Regions from separate parts of the Sus scrofa genome. Here region 1 is linked to region 2. Evidence: chromatin contacts called from public HiChIP or PLAC-seq data. All regions are on one chromosome and are shown on one strand. The core of a region is the stretch at or near the end of the contact, and the rest is flanking DNA. Distances in the headings are between cores, read along the strand shown.

Region 1 (2,700 bases), core at 32-2,531, 370 kb before region 2:
GAACAGGAAAACAATAGAAAAGATGAATAAAGCTAAGAGTGTTTCTTTGAAAAGATAAGCAAAATTGACTAACCTTAGCTATACTAACCAAGGAAAAGTAGAAAGGACTCAAACCAACAGTATTATAAATCAAATAGAAGATATTATAGCTGACAATACAGAAATACAAAACGATTAAAAGAAGCTGCTATGAACAACCACACATCAACAAGCTGGACAACCTAGAATAAATGAAAAACTATTAGGAACATAAAATCTAACAAGATTGAATCAGAAAAAAAAAATAGAAAATCAAGAGATCAATTTCTAGCAAGGAGACTTGATGAAAAATAAACTCACCCCAAAAAGAAAAGCTCAGCACCAGATGGTTTCACTGGTGAAGTATACTAAACATTTAAAGGAGAACTATCAACAGTCCATCTCAATCTCTTTCAAAAACAAAGGAAAAAACAACCCCCCCCAAAACCTTAGGAGATGGAAACATTCCCAAACTCATTTTACATGGCCAGCATTACCCAGACGGAAAAGGATACTACAAAAAAAAAAAAAAAAAAATGCAGGCCAATGTCCTCGATGAATATTAAGTACACAAAATTTTCAATAAAACACTAGCAAACTGAATTTGGTAGCACATTAAAAAAGATCAAGTGGGATTTATCCCTAGGATGCACAGATGAGTCAATATATGCCTATCAATGTGATCCAAAACATTAACAGAGTGAAAGAAAAAAACAATTTCAATAGATATAGAAATATACACATTGTGACAAAATTCAACATCTGTTCATGATAAAAACTCTTAACAATTTAGGTATCGGAGGAACTACCTCAAATGATAAAGGCCATATACAACAAGCCTACAGCTAACATCAAACTCAATGGTGAAATGGCTGACACCTATTCTTCTGCAATCAACAATGAGAGGAGGATGCTCACTCTTAATACTTTTATTCAACATAGAACTAGAAGTCCTAGCCAGAGCATTGGGCAAAAAGAAGAAATAAAAGACATACAAATTGGAAAGAAAGAAGTAAAATTGTCTCTATTTGCAGATGACATGATTTCCCATGTAGATAACCCTAAGTACTCCACTGAAAAGCCATTAAGTCTAATTCACAAATACTGAATGATTTCACATCTATGTGAAATCAAAAAAAAAAAAAACAACCAAACAACAACAAATACAATAAAACAGAAATAGTCACAGATACAGAGAACAAACAAGTGGTTGCTAGAGAGGAGGGGGTTGGAGGAGGAAAGAAATACGTAAGGGAGATTAGACATACAAACTTTACAGTTGCAAAATAGATGAGTCACAGTATGAAATACACAGCATGGGAAATATAGTTATTAACTAGGTATTTTTGTATGGTGATGTTGATCATTTGAAAATGTGTAGAAATACTGAATTACTATGTTGTTTAATAGGAACTAATGTTGTAGATCAATTATACTTCAAAAAAGAAACAATTTTAGGAAAAAGAAAACAGATTTGTGGTTAACACAGGCAGGGGATGGGAGAAGGGAGAAATGGGATAAAGGCATTCAAAAGGTACAGACTCAGCTATAAGATAAATAAATACTAGGTATGTAATGTACAGCACAATAAATATAATTAACATTGGGGTATATTATATACAAAAGTTGTTAAGAGAGTATATCCTAAGAGTTCAAGAAAAAAAAAATTCCACTACTTTAATTTTGTATCTATATGAGATGACAGGTGATCACTAAATTATTGTGATCATCATTTCATGATGTAAATCAAATCATTATGTTATATGTTAATTACAGCTTGATAAAACTTTAAGAAAAAACTAATAAAAATTCAGGAAAATGTGGATACAAAATTACATTAAAATCAATAGTTTTTATATATGTTAATAAATTATCTAAATAAAATGAAGTCATTTATGATAGCATCAAAAACAAAATATTTATTAAAAAATTTAAGAAAGAAAACTATGAGACATTAATGAAAAATAGAAGAAAAGACAAGATAAATGTATCTTGTGTTTATGGGCTGGTAGAATTAATGTTATTAAAACGTCCATGCTACCCAAAGCCATCTATAGATCCAGTGTAGTACCAAGATTAAATAGCATTCTTACAAAAATAGAAAAATCTTGGGAGTTCTCTTCATGGCTCAGTGGTTAACAAGCCCAAGCAGGATCCATGAAGGTGCAGGTTTGATCCCTGGCCTTGCTCAGTGGGTTAAGGATCCAGCGTTGCCACGAGCCGTGGTGTGGGTCACAGGTGCAGCTCAGATCCTGTGCTGCTGTGGTGTAGGCTGGCAGCTGTAGCTCCAACTGGACAGCTAGCCTGGGAACCCCCATATGCCATGGGTGGAGCCCTAAAAAGCAAAAAACAAACAAACAAACAAACAAACAAAAAAACACCTAAAATTTATATGGAACCAGAATAGATTTTGAATAACCAAAGCAATCCGGGGAGAGAAAAACAAAGAGAGAGGCATCACAGTTGCTGATTCCAAGCTATATCATAAAGCTAAAATAATAATTAAAAAGCAGTATGATACTTCTAGCCCCCAAAGAGACACAAAAACCCATGGAAAAGAATTGAGAGCCCAGAAATAAACTTATGCATTTACAGTCAACGAATATTTGGCAAAGGGGCCAAGAATACTCAATGGAGAAAAGACAATCTCTTCAATATATGGTGCAGTGAGAACCAGATGTT
Region 2 (2,700 bases), core at 106-2,605:
CTCATCTGCTTTATCTTCTTCTAATAGTAAGAGGTTAGATTTGCCCAAATACACAGCTTTGATGTTAATAATAGGCAGAAACAGACTCTGAGGAAAATAGGGAAGCTCTTAGTCACTCTGACACATCTGCTCTTTACCCTGGTATTTTCTTAGTTTAAGTGACGACGTACTTAGATGACTGGGCCAAATCAACAGATTAGATATTTTAAAACTTTTATTTTCACAAAAACTATTTGGCAAGGCCTGACTTCATATTTCTGGAAAGTAAGTGCAGAAATACAACTTCTTCTTCTCTCTATATTTAGTTTTGACTGTCGATCTATCCTTATGCTCCCCAACTGGACTCTATTTTCTTAAAAGAGATAAACCTCTTCAGAAAAAAAAAAAAAGGGCTTGGTGTCTATGCCAGATCCTTGCTAGTTCTGCACTTCCTGGTTTCCTAACTCAGACCTTCATAAAACCACTGATTTACATAGGTAACAAGAGCTGTGAATAAGGTAGCCCAACAATCTGATACTCAGGTAGACTTATTATAATATAGAAAGAGTGAGATATTAATAGCCAGGTATTGCTTTGATTTATTGATTGCATATTATATTGACAAGCATCAGGATTGCTGCTGTTACTGTTATCAAGGCTTAGAAAATCTGACCGGGTGATTATTCAATCCCTGAACTGAGGAACCAGCCATTTCAGCCATTTTATGACATTATTTATTTATTTATTTTGCTTTTTAGGGCTACATCTGGGGCATATGGAGGTTCCCAGGCTAGGGGTCAAATTGGAGCTGTAGGCTAGCCTACACCACAGCCACAGCAACACAGGATCCAAGCTACGTCTATGACCTATACCACAGCTCACAACACTGCCTGATCCTTAACCCACTGAGTGAGGCCAGGGATCGAACATGCATCCTTACGGTACCTAGTCGTATTCCTTTCCACCACGCCACAACGGGAATTCCTAATGACAGTCTTTGTAATACTTTCTTTCCTTCATCTTCCTCTTCCAAATGTACTTTTTTTTTCTTTTTCATTTTAGCCTTCATCTGCCCCTACCAGTTTGCTTTGTACAAAGGACTGCTTGTCTCCAACGAGGCTGCCTTTCCTTTGGGATAAGTGTCCACAGGCAAATCTGAGCTCTGCCTGCCTGCCGGTTCACTGTGGGGACCTGAAATGGCAAAGGAAGGGGTAGAGTCTTGAACAAGGGGTGGGAGGGAGAAGGAGCCTTTGTGCCGGGTCAGCTGCCTTCTTCCTGGCTTGCTTTCGATTCCCATCGACGTGGCTGGTCTGTCTGTGTGCCAGGCCAGGCCTCACATGCTGTTGTGACCATTACAGCAGTTGCCCTCACATGACATTTGTGCCCTGGGCCTTATATTATAGTTGTATCCTGGGCCACTGCTCTCACACATGAGGCAGCTGAGGAAGGAAGCAGTTCAGAAGTCAGGGTGCTCACAACGTTCTAAGTTTAGCTCTCCAAGGAAGCCTTTTAGAGCTGGTCATTGTGTCTTCCCCTTTGGGTATAGAATGAATAGATACCAAGCACAATAGACTGTTTTGGTGCCCCAGACTTATAGAATGATGATGGTAGTTTGTTTCTTTGTTTTTTTCAATTGAAGTATAGTTGATTTACAAGGTTGTGTTAGTTTCTGGTACACAGCAAAGTGATTCAGTTATACATATACATGTAGATGCATAGAAAGGTAGGTGGATAGATATAGATTCTTTTTAAAATTCTTTTCCATTATAGGTTATATTTAATAAAATATAGTTCTTTGTGTTATACAGTAGGTCCTGGTTGTTTATTATTTTATATATAGTAGTTTGTATCTGCTAATCCCAAACTCCTCATTTATCCCCCCTGCCTTCCCCTTTGGTAACTGTAAGTTTGTTTTCTATGGCTGTGAGTCTTTTTCTGTTTTATAAATAAGTTCATTTGTACCATTTTTTAGATTCTGCACATAAGTGATGTCATATGGTATTTGTCTTTTTCTGTCTGATTGACTTAGTATGATAATCTTTAGGTCCGTCCATGTTGCTGCAAATGGCGTTATTTCATTCTTTTTTATGGCTGAGTAACATTTCATTGTGTATATATACCACATCTTCTTTATCCATTCAAAATGGTGATGGTATTTTTTGAACATTTACTGAGCTCTAGTCTCTGTTCCAACATTCTAACCATTTTATATCTGCTAATGCATTTAATCCTCATGACTGTCCTGGGGTTTAGATTCTTCTGTTCTCATCTTAGAGATGGGAGAAGCCTAGAGTGTGAGGCCTTAGCAAAACAGTTAGTAAATGGACACAAACCCAAGAACAAACCTGATGCTATAATATTTTTAAATAAAGAATATATAAATGTCATGGTCTTTTACTACCTGCTATTTCTATTAAAATGATGTAATTGCTTCAACTTGTTGGTGCTACTAGATTATTTCATGAGAAATTAGCATTTCAAATATTCCCCTTTATATATATATATAAATCCTTTAAATAAATGGGAGGGATTTGTTAATGCTAGAAAGAAATGAAAAAAAAAAATAATGACAAATCGCAACACCCAGAAATAAATTGCTATACTTGCTGGGGTTTCCTAATAATTAGTACTTTTTTTTTCTCCTTTCTCAGCAAACCTTGAAGAAAAAATGGGTGGAGTTCAGATCTCTACAGTTACAGGAACAGCGCCTGCTTCATGGTA

What was found. HiChIP or PLAC-seq counts read pairs in DNA pulled down with a chosen protein or histone mark.
Region 1: an H3K27ac HiChIP or PLAC-seq map of alveolar macrophages shows a contact between it and region 2. The contact joins two enhancer-like sites. A contact is called at or near these places in 2 of 2 datasets of contacts at active chromatin or transcription factors (alveolar macrophages and skeletal muscle).

What each region holds. Positions count from the first base shown.
Region 1 is chr15:64,728,127-64,730,826 of Sscrofa11.1, reverse strand. All of the region lies in intron 1 of LOC102166560 (a long non-coding RNA gene), which reads right to left. Among named protein-coding and RNA genes, the nearest start is that of ACVR1, 160 kb to the left of the region's middle. Within about 2 kb of position 1,281, at least 1 of the 83 cell types and tissues checked has an H3K27ac peak or open chromatin away from gene starts, as enhancers often do. A contact at or near this core is called in alveolar macrophages, where this site is marked.
Region 2 is chr15:64,359,261-64,361,960 of Sscrofa11.1, reverse strand. It overlaps CYTIP (cytohesin-interacting protein), which reads left to right. Exons shown (of 9, transcript XM_021074749.1): 8 at 2,631-2,697. Among named protein-coding and RNA genes, the nearest start is that of CYTIP, 61 kb to the left of the region's middle. Within about 2 kb of position 1,355, at least 26 of the 83 cell types and tissues checked have an H3K27ac peak or open chromatin away from gene starts, as enhancers often do. A contact at or near this core is called in alveolar macrophages, where this site is marked.